Linked DNA regions of Mus musculus: all the other regions are linked to region 1. The links are chromatin contacts, called in public Hi-C maps. All regions are on one chromosome and are shown on one strand. Each heading gives the region's core, a stretch centred on a gene start, on an enhancer-like site or on the middle of the called end of the contact. The rest is flanking DNA. Distances are from core to core; before and after follow the strand shown.

Evidence for each region. A called contact is a pair of places that touch in the nucleus more often than the background predicts.
Region 2: a contact with region 1 is called in a Hi-C map of CD8 T cells, with 6 times the contacts expected there. The contact joins two enhancer-like sites. A contact is called at or near these places in 3 of 15 datasets of contacts at CTCF or cohesin (CD8 T cells, large pre-B cells and pro-B cells), 100 of 484 Hi-C or Micro-C datasets (the 63-12 cell line, the AML12 cell line, B cells and 59 more), 4 of 115 datasets of contacts at active chromatin or transcription factors (bone marrow-derived dendritic cells, kidney, large pre-B cells and 1 more) and 4 of 9 other capture datasets (adipose tissue, embryonic stem cells, liver and 1 more).
Region 3: a contact with region 1 is called in a Hi-C map of bone marrow-derived macrophages, with 41 read pairs. The contact joins two enhancer-like sites. A contact is called at or near these places in 16 of 39 promoter capture datasets (the 3T3-L1 cell line, 3T3-L1-derived adipocytes, the C10 cell line and 10 more), 2 of 15 datasets of contacts at CTCF or cohesin (CD8 T cells and large pre-B cells), 3 of 484 Hi-C or Micro-C datasets (CD8 T cells, bone marrow-derived macrophages and inner cell mass), 3 of 115 datasets of contacts at active chromatin or transcription factors (double positive thymocytes, memory CD8 T cells and thymic regulatory T cells) and 4 of 9 other capture datasets (adipose tissue, liver, macrophages and 1 more).

What each region holds. Positions count from the first base shown.
Region 1 is chr13:73,826,197-73,829,592 of GRCm38.p6, reverse strand. Nkd2 (naked cuticle 2) reads left to right here. Exons shown (of 10, transcript NM_028186.5): 4 at 2,656-2,716. Among named protein-coding and RNA genes, the nearest start is that of Gm30303, 20 kb to the left of the region's middle. Within about 2 kb of position 1,897, at least 4 of the 459 cell types and tissues checked have an H3K27ac peak or open chromatin away from gene starts, as enhancers often do.
Region 2 is chr13:73,645,164-73,648,559 of GRCm38.p6, reverse strand. It overlaps Tert (telomerase reverse transcriptase), which reads right to left. Exons shown (of 16, transcript NM_009354.2): 12 at 2,253-2,379; 13 at 1,722-1,783; 14 at 489-613; 15 at 144-272. Among named protein-coding and RNA genes, the nearest start is that of Tert, 20 kb to the right of the region's middle. Within about 2 kb of position 1,664, at least 10 of the 459 cell types and tissues checked have an H3K27ac peak or open chromatin away from gene starts, as enhancers often do.
Region 3 is chr13:73,687,379-73,690,774 of GRCm38.p6, reverse strand. Slc6a19 (solute carrier family 6 (neurotransmitter transporter), member 19) reads left to right here. Exons shown (of 12, transcript NM_028878.4): 4 at 878-1,059; 5 at 1,164-1,274; 6 at 1,618-1,730. Among named protein-coding and RNA genes, the nearest start is that of Slc6a19os, 11 kb to the left of the region's middle. Within about 2 kb of position 1,619, at least 17 of the 459 cell types and tissues checked have an H3K27ac peak or open chromatin away from gene starts, as enhancers often do.

The DNA.
Region 1 (3,396 bases), core at 648-3,147:
ATAACAACTCAGAGGCTGGCAACTCTAAGCTCTAGCCTTTCCGCTGTAGCGCCGTCTGGGGGTGCTGTACCCACCACCAGTTTCTTAGTCAGGTGAGACTTGCCTGTTTGTGAAGGATTTAAGCTTTCTGAGGGGAGAGATAAGTCTGGGGAGCCCCCAAGGGGAAGGAACTATTGAGAATCTTAGGGATCGTCCCTGCTCTCGCCTGCATCACTTTTCCCCTAAGGGTAGGTGTGGTGACTTAGGGGATGACACCTTGACATTTGCTCCACTCGCCCTTGCTCCTCTCTCTTGACATCGACTTGAGTCTTCGACCCTCTCCGTGGTACCTACCACCAGCGTTGGTTTCCCCGCATATCTGTGTTTTGTCAGCAGCAGCTTTCAACCCCTGGGTCTGTAATCAGACCTAGGAGCTGTCAGCCACAGCACCCGAGGTACCTCCAGGATGAAGCTGAGCCCCTTGAGGTTCATGTCTTTGAACCTAGTTTCCATACTTCATAGGATCTGGAGCTGAAGCTCCGTGAGTTACTCTGACTTCAAAGAAAAAAAAAGAGAGAGAAAGAGAGAGAGAGCCCCAAGGTTTTTAGAAATTACTAAATTTCATACCTTATGTTCAGCTGGGACAAGCTGGTCCCTGTCTCTCTTAAGCTCAGGCCTCCAGTCGCAGGACATGTCACTATGCATTGCAGACAAAAAAAGTTTCGTAGAGCCAGGACGGATTCCTTGCACTTCATTACAATCAGACCCTTTGAGCCTTCATTCCGGCTGTGGGTTATTTGATCAGTGAATGAATGAGGACCGTCTCCTCCTTTCTCATTATGTTAGTCCTGGCCGTCCTGAAGCTTGCTAAGTAGGCCAGGCTGGCCTCGAACTCACAGAGATCCCTTGCCCCTCTGTCTCCCAGATGCTAGAATTAAAGGCACATGCTGCCATATGTGGGTAGCTAATATTTTTAATAATTAGGAGGTTTTCTCATTAAGATGATCTCTAGCGTAATCCCTGAAGTGACATCCTAAGATTAACAAGCTATGTATGCATCTTATTCATAATGGTTCCCATGAGTTAGGAGGCCCAGAGAGAGGAAGACTATGTATGTTCTTAGATGTCAATATGAGCAGGAGTGTCCCCTACTTCCTGGCCCTAGTCACTCAACTTGGCCATTTGGTTTTCTGTAAGGGTTCCTCAAATGCTGTATTTCCTACAACTGCTGCACAGCCAAAACAAACAAAGACAGACAGACAAACACCTAGAGAGGAGCCCCTCTCTCTTCCCCATGTTGCACTTTGGGTTAGTCCTAAGGCTATCCTGGCTTCTCCTTTCAGGAGACGAACACTTGGGGTTTGTCCTCCCCCAAGCCTCACACAGCAAATACTGCCCCGAATACTGCTGTATTATCCCCGTCTCTGTCCCACGTACCTGAGCATTTCTGCTATTCCTTCTCACATACTGCAGAGCAGTCAGCCTGTCCATTCAGGCGTGGGGGCTTCATGGTTATTTTCTTATTTGCTGCGAGAGACAGAATGTTCCCCCTACCTTATCCCAAAGGCATCAGGTTTTTAAATATGCTCTGTCATTCCATGCTCTGGGTTTGAATGAGACCTATGTCTGCCAGACACCATCCCATGTGATCCACAGGGAGGAATGGGGTAGGGGCTAGTGACCACCCTGTAGTCCCTGACAAGTGAGAATGTGTCAAAGTGTACCTGGGATACTTTTTCCGGATGAGATATAAAATTGAGGAGTCTTATCTTCCTCCTGTCCCCAGCTACCAACCCAAGGGCTCATCTGGCCCATGTAATCCCCAGGGACGTTGCCAGACGAATGAATCTTAGCTCAACTTCCCATCTCCTTGAGGGTTTGAAACTTTGAAGCCACCTGGAGTCAAACAGAAATGCCAGGAAACAACTGGTGGGAAATGCTCCCCGGGGCCCTGAGTGCTGGGCTGGGGGCTGCGAGCTCTCCTGTCCCGAAGGGCCCTTTGATTGCAGATGGCTTCCGTGGCACGTTTTATATTTCCTTTCTTGTAGCCTTTGCTTCTGCGGGTTATTCACGAGAACCATGTGAGCTTTTGTTCTGCAGAGTCTCTTGGCTGAAATGTTGCCTGGATGTGTTTGAAGTCCTTCCCGTTTTCCCATAACTTGTCTTGGGATCAGCTGTGGGCTAAGGATGTTTCTTGGCAGTCATCCCTGCTCCTCAGCCCAGCCCTGAAGGAGGCCGTGGCCCCTTTGCTGCTCCAGTGAATGCCACCCTGGGTACCATGGGGGGGGGTCAGTTTTGGTGGAAAGCTTTGCAAGCTAGGCCAGGAACAGAGTGACAACACATAAGGGTTCTTGGATTAGAGGCTTCTATACATGTGGGTTGGCAGTGTTGGGACTGAGCCCTGGGAGATCCTAAGTCTCGCTTGAAAGTGGGTTTTGCTTCCAGGCAATGAGGCCAAGTCCTAGAAATGACTCTAGCACACAACATTTGTACATTCTGCTGTGTGAAGCTGGAAGGAGCTGGTGGTCTAGGTGGGCCCACAGATCACGCCGAGAAGGCCTCTTAGAGGCCTGATGCTGGTTTCTATTGAGGTCTCAGGCTCAGGCTTATTTGTTGTCCTCCTCTGCTCTTCTCAGTCTAGAGTTCGTAATCCTATGTTGCCATGTTGTTTTCCAGGAGCTGCTCAATGGAGACCCTAAGGAGGGGCCTTTCTGGGACGACAAGGGTTCCCTAGAAGGTAAGTCTAGCTCTTTACCCCGAGCCTAGGACTCACACCACAAAACCCTCAACACTGGCATACAACTGAGATCAGTTGCTTCCTAGTCGCAAGAGAAGCTAGTTCTTTAGTAAGCAGAGACCTGTTACCTGAGATTCCTTACCAAGCAGGCAGCTCGGATATGTCCACAGGAGAAGCAAAATATTGAGCCACAGGGTCCCTGTACAGTGGTTTGTGTATGTAGTTCTGGGACTGAGTGGGGAGGTTGGGTTGCATGGACTGGTGCTCTTGAATTTTGAGCTAATGTCATGGCCACTTGCTGCACCAGTTGTGGAGTGGTGGAGTGGTCCTAAATCTGTGACTTGAACCCTGCTTGAGTCACTATCATATGTGTGTATCTTTGGTGGAGTTAGCCCCACACAGAGAAGTGATGAGTTCTTACCGGCTTCTAGTTAGTAGGTGCACTAGCCTATAGATCCCCCTTCAGACATCTGCTGAAGCCCAGAGGGACTCCTAGCACTGCCTACTGCAACTCAGGTACTGGGCATCCTCTCAGCTCATACCTGGACAGACACCTGACCAACAACCTGGGCCCCTGTCAAGACACAGCTTGAGACCCTGAGAATATGTGAGCCCCAGAAACAGGGCTTCTTATCCATTCACACTGGAAGTCAGGGGAGACAAGACTGCTTGGCCAACAG
Region 2 (3,396 bases), core at 415-2,914, 180 kb after region 1:
AGGAAGCTATGGTCTAGAATACTAGCTCCACTCACCTGGGGGCTGCCTGAGTGGGCCCCTCTCCAGGAGATGGGCATGGAATCTACCATCTAGCTTTGGGTTCACCTAGGCACTCACTGTTTGAGGGGAAGGAGCTCACTCACCTGTCCTCAGAGGTCCCAGGAGACATTTGTAGATGACAGAATGAGCAGCCAGCTTGAGCAGGAAGGCCTGGTAGCAGAGCCAATGTGCGGCTTCAGGAGGAAAGGAGCCAGAGGCCTTTAGTGTCATTCCTGGGGGATCAGACAGAGGCTGAAGAACCCAGCTGGCCACAGACCCTCATGATCTCTCAACACCTCCCTAACCTGCTAGGGCTGAGGCCCAGGAAGGATGGTTGGTTACACTAGCTCCTGAGTGAGTGCATGATGCCCCCCTGCCCCCGCCCCCCCGCCCGCCCACCATGAGACCCCGCCCACCGTGAGAATGCTGGCCCTTGGCCGTCTACGCACCTGGATTCTTGACCTTCAGGATAGCATAGCAGCAGGATGCTTGGCTGGAGATGATGCCCAGAAAGAATGTGAGGTTCTTCCTAACACGCTGGTCAAAGGGAAGCTGAATCACACATGCATGGAACCTGGGCGGGAGCCACAGTGGAGAGGAAGAGGCCCTGGTAAGTGTGCATACACACAAGTGCAAGCTCTCGTCTATGCATACATGTGAATTATAAACAGAGATTCATGTGCATCACATATTTGCGTGTACAAATGGAATTACAACTACAAGTGAACACACAAGCATGTGTGTGTGTGCGCGCACACATGTCTTCATTCCTATATAATGTCATGAAACTAGTCCCTTCCCAGGTACCCTGTGCACCTGCTACGTCATGTCATATCGGGGGTAGACTGCCTGACACTGAAATTGTGTCCTCTATAGCACAAGCTCTTCCCCACACCCAGCCCCAGTGACCAGGAGGTTACTTAGAGGCAGCCAGATCCACAGTGGCATAAATCTGACCTGTGGTTGGTATGACCATCTGCCAACTCTCAGCAGAATGGTGCCCTCTGCTACAGCTCTGCAGGGCAGCTCTCCTTTCACGAATCAAGGGAAACCAATTCCACCCCTACAGGAAACCTCAGAAGAAAGGGCCTACGTATGCTGTGTGCCTATGGTCATGTAGAGTAGTGACTGTGTAATGAATGAATGACATGGGTCTGGCCTAGTGCACCTGACTTCAGATGCATAGAACCGAGGACAAAAATGTTCCAGAGGCATAAGCCAATGTGTAGGGCACATTGGTGGCCAGGATACTTTCAGCTGGGTGCTTGTTGTGCCTTCTGGTGCAAGACTGGTGACACTATCAGCAATAGCTCTGGTTCTCTGCTTTCTGGGGCTCTGGGTCCCCCTGCTTCCCTTTCTCATCTGATTCCTTCTGCGGTGCTTTCTTGGGGGGCTCCTTATGCCAGCATCCCCTCCTGTCTCAAGACCACGGGCTCTGGTTAGCACATAAGGTTACATGTGCTCTCTCAGCACAGGGAGACCAGAAGAGGGTCTTACCTTACAAATATGGGGTTGTGTGGAGACTCAACTAAATGCTGCCTTTTCCTGACTGCATTTCAGTGGCCACCCAACCAGGGGGAGCCAAGAGCAGCTCCGCCTTGAGCTTCAGAACCCCAGCCGACAGCAAGGCCGGCATTTCTGGTCTGTGCCTCCCTCTAGTGGTGGCACAGCCCATGACTCACCTGTAGGCCTGAAGCAGGAAGATCTTGTATATATTGATGCAGACTGTCTGGAGGCTGTTCACCTGGAGTCCCAAGAGAAAGAGAACCATCAGCAATGTCCCTGAGATCACAAATGAACACTTTCTGTGTTGTTGTCAAATAGGATGAGAAAGCCACTTGTGGGGAAACTCCCCCACCAAAATCATGCCAGGCCCTCATGGGGAGGAAGCAGGAGAGAGCTGAGGCCAAAGCCTACCACAGTGGCCCCTGCTGGACAGAGACCTCAGCAGTCATGGCCTAAGAGTCAACCGCCAAGGTCAGGATCCAGGGAACCTTTCTCTCTGTGGGAGCGAATGTCAGGATTGGAAAGTGATGGGGATGAGCAGGGTGAATGCTCAGGGATCCTCAGTACACATCCACTTTTCTACATGTTCCTCACATACACGGCTTGCACCTGTACACACATGTGCATATCCATGAACACCCCTGCCCCCCCAGAGAACAGGATCTATCCTAAGATCCAACAGGTGAGGTAGCTGCCTGTTTGCTCACCTGCAAGTCTAGAAATAGACCGTGACACTTCAACCGCAAGACCGACAGGAGCTTGTTCCGCATGGTCTTCCCAGCTTTGAAGACACTCTGGAAGGTGAGGCTCGTCTTAATTGAGGTCTGGGCATAACTGCAGCACAAAGGTATTCTGTGTGATTCCCACACTAAGCTCCTGAGAGACCGACATCAGTGCCCTTCCACCTCTTGTCCCTCTCTGCCACACAAGGCAGGCTTAGATGCGGTTGGACCTTCACACATGGAACCCATTCCGGCTCTTGGGACTCGCTTACAGCACCGCCAGAGCCCTGGACAGCCAAACCCAACCAGATGTAGTGAACAACATACATCTTATCCGGGCATGGGATTACCAGACATCTTTGCTCATCGGTGGCAAATAAGAGCTGTGAAAATTCAGTTCAGAAGGAATTGTAAATCTATAGGAAGTCACAACCCTGTGTGTGCTTCTTTAAGTGTGACTGCAGCCTGACAGAGCACCTTCCCAACACAAGACTGTGATTGGAGCATATTATCTCCAGTCAGAGTTTGGTGACAGCAAACAGTAAGGGATTGCCTACAGTGGTGTCCAACCACCTGCAGACTGCAGGATGCATCTTGGTCACTTTGGGACAACAGATGGGACATGTCCAGGACAGGATGAAGGGGTGTTGCCTTCTTGTCATCCAGTGACTTTGCATGATCCTCAAAGATGAATACAAGCGACAGGTACAATTACCTCTGTCAGGTTTCTTATTTTTATATGTGTGTGAATGCATGCCGGTGAGTGTGGGTGGAGGCCAGAGGAAGGGGTGCCATGCTTCACGATACTCTGCGGTATTCTGTCACTTCTCATCACATTTTGTATGTGAGGAGAAAAAAGAAATTCTTATGTTCACTATGTTTTCCCTTTAGGATGTTGCTAGTCACTCCGGCTGACCTCCAGACACGCTGTCCCTGGCTCAGGCAGAAGGAAGAGCTGAGCTGATGCATCCACACCGAAGCCTCAGAGGGTGAGCTCACAGCCACTCTTGACATGGACTCTGGAAGCAGGAACCTTATGGTCTACATATGGTCTCTCATGGCCCTTGTCCAAGGCCAGGCTGGCTTCCTAAGGGTACGTTTTCAGGCTCTAGCAGTACGCTCAAAGGGG
Region 3 (3,396 bases), core at 370-2,869, 140 kb after region 1:
ATGGTTGAGACCATCAGTAGAGGAGCCACGAGAAGTATTCGGGTGTCTCCAAGTCACCAAGCAGCACTAGCAAGAGTAGAGGGTACAGATCCGTGATAGGAGACTTTCTAGTTCTTTTCCCTGTCTCTGCACAAAGAGATCACACTGCCACAAGCATCTTAAGTCACCCGTACCATCTCAGGCCCTTCTCCTGTGGAGACAGAGAGGCATGTGTCTTTGCCCATGATCTATGGGACACATCTGGCTCACAGACACACAAAGCTGCAGAGGAGACTGAGCAACCTGTTTGGTAACCACTGTCCTGACTAGCAGAGTAGCTCTGAGGGTCTCACATGAACCTTTAGGAGTCTATCAAGATGGACCTGTTTTGGTCAAAGTACAAGTCCTCCCCAGGATCTTGATTTCTTCTGGTAGGAGAGCCCCAGTTGGTTCTTTGAGGAAGAGGTGGTGAGATAACCACCACCTATGGTGATAACAGAGTTGGACTGTAATGATCATGGGTATGGCCATAGAGTCCCAAAGACCGTGTGCCAGCTACTTCAGGTGTAATAGGGAGTTTCTTCCAGGAGTGAGGGAGGAGCTGGTTCTCAGAGGCCTGGATCCACATCAGAGCCCAACAGCTCTTAGCAGACTTCACATAGATGAGCACTTATGTACAAACAAGTGTGCACATGCACACGTGTGTGGTGTGTGGATGCAGATGTGTGGGTGTATTCACAAGTGCCCATGTGTACATGTGAGGCTATATTCATGTGCACAAACATATTCTTGTTGTGAACGCCTCAGACAGAGGCTAGGTTTTTGTCCTTTCCCCTGGCTTATTTCTAGCTTGTCCCCACTTTTGACCCAAACTTTGATATGTGCTCTGCTTCTGCAGGCTATGTGGAAGAGTGTGCCAAGAGCTCTTCCGTGGACTACTTCTGGTACCGAGAGACTCTTAATATCTCCACTTCCATCAGTGACTCAGGCTCCATCCAGTGGTGGATCCTGCTCTGCCTGACATGTGCCTGGAGTGTGCTGTATGTGTGTATTATCCGTGGCATCGAGACCACTGGGAAGGTGCAGTATGCAACTGATCATGATGTGTCCTGAATTGGCCCTTTTTCCTTGTCTGACCACTGCACCCATCCCACACTGTGTCTTCCCCACCCTGTTCCTCACAGGCTGTGTACATCACCTCCACCCTGCCCTATGTTGTACTGACCATCTTTCTCATCCGTGGCTTGACTCTGAAGGGTGCCACCAACGGCATTGTCTTCCTTTTCACACCCAATGTGAGTTCTCTGCCATCTACCAGTTGACTACCCCAGGCCTTCAGATCCCAAGGAAGAAGTCCATGCTGGATTCTCTTGCTTCAAGGCCAGCTCATTTCTATATGGTGACAGCCAACTGTCTGATGCCGAGGCTAGTGTCCTGGTTGATAAGGACCTGGCAAGGGGTCAGCCTACGGGTGGGCCTTTAACATATGTATCCTGGAGGGAAATTCTTGGGTGGCTTGTCTTTTTTTTTTTCTCCTCTGTGTAGAATGGCATCCACTCCTGGGGAAGGAGATAGCTTCTTCCTCAGTGGAGGGGGAGGCCTGCTTTCTGTGGTCACAGCTGAGTCCCTGTATGACAGATCACAGAGCTGAGCAACCCCAACACGTGGCTGGATGCAGGTGCTCAGGTCTTCTACTCCTTCTCACTGGCCTTCGGGGGCCTCATCTCCTTCTCCAGCTACAACTCTGTGCAGTGAGTATGGAGGTGAAGGGAGGGCTCCCAGGGATAGGAGCTGTGGGGCCCCTAAGAGCACCTTGCTTCTGGAGTCTAGTTTCTCCGTCAGACCATGTAGAACTATGCTGTGCGGTTAAGAAGGAAAGTGCTTTCAAAAGCACAGTCTCCGAAACCAGTGTTGGCCAGTGTGACTGAGCTGCCCTCCACCAGCCCTGTCTAAGCACAGAGCTGGCAGGAACAGAAACAGAGGCTTTGAGAGGATCTCCCCTTGCTGGATCCCTTGATAATCTCTGCTGCTTAGTCTAGTATGCTCCCTTCTCCACTCCCAAACTTGATGGCCACCTTGTTCCCAGTCTACCTCAGAACTCCCAGGTATATTGGTGCCCCCAGAGCTCACCCTGGACCCAGAAAAGATCCTGAAAGCTGTGACCCTGACATCTTCTGGAAAGTCCCTAAGCAATGAAGAACACTCACAAACATTCAGAGAGAATATAGGTGATATTTATTGTTTCCCACAAAGGTTTAGGGAAAACTATGCAGGCTTAGTGCAATCAGACCCATCCTCTGTGACCAGTGTTGGTCAGGGGAAAGCAGTGGGATCAGTTGGTGGTTTGCAGTGATAAGCCTGAGGTGGTTTGCAGTGATGGTCAGGGAGTGGATGGAGGCTCCTGGTAGAACAAACAGAGCTTCAAGGGCTCAGGATAGGCAACCCCATGGAGAGACCTAGGCTGCAGACAAGGCTAGAGTAGAGGCAGGGCCTGACAAGCAGAGTATGTCTGTTTTGGAAGGTGTGGTTTTCAATAGGCATGCCACAGGAACTTTCTGTTCTTAGAGGGCAGGGTCTGTGGTCCCTATGGTCTGGGAGTGCAGACCCTTCAGAAGATGTGTTGAAATTGGGTGGATGGGCAGGTGTTCTATTGAACTATTGTCTTTTAGTCACTGACTGATGGGTCTCAGGCTTCTTCACAAGCCAATTCTGATGCCATGGAAAATGTTCTAGAAGGCAACCCTAGAAGTGCCACTGCAGGTAGAGCCCAAATGGAGCTGTGTGTGAATTATTTTTATGGCAGTTTTATTCAGACAGTTTGTATTCTGTGCAGTTCATCCACACTAGACTACATGAATCCATTCACATGAGTCCGATGGCTCTAGCACATTCATACAGTTGTTCAGTCACCATTCCCATTTAGTTCTAGAACATTCTGATGAGCAGGCATTCCTGAACTCCCAGGTCCACTGCATTTCTTGGCTCCTGCCTCTGCTTTGTCTGCTTGACTACTCCCTGTGGGTAGAACTGGAGGGGTGGGGTCTTTGGCATCTGGTTTCTCACGGACATGACGCTTCCCTGATTGTAAAGTGTGTTGGTACTACAGACTGGTGTGGCTGGCTGACCATCTGCTGTGAGGACAGCCTAAATGTGCTTGCTCACCCACCTGCAGGGACTTTGGCTGCTTCTGCTTTTAATTGGGAAAGGTGCTTGCCCCACACGTGCTGCTGCCATGTTTCTGGGGTATATCTGGGAGGAGACCTGCCATCATGCTACTCCATGATCAGCCGTCTAAGGACCCACAGGCTGCTCTCCACAGTACCATGCGAATACAAGTTCCCTCCAGTTGTGCAGGGTGGCCTCTGTTTCCCTTTCTTGTCAACTTTTGTAATTATCTGTGTTTTGGGGGTAGCCTTC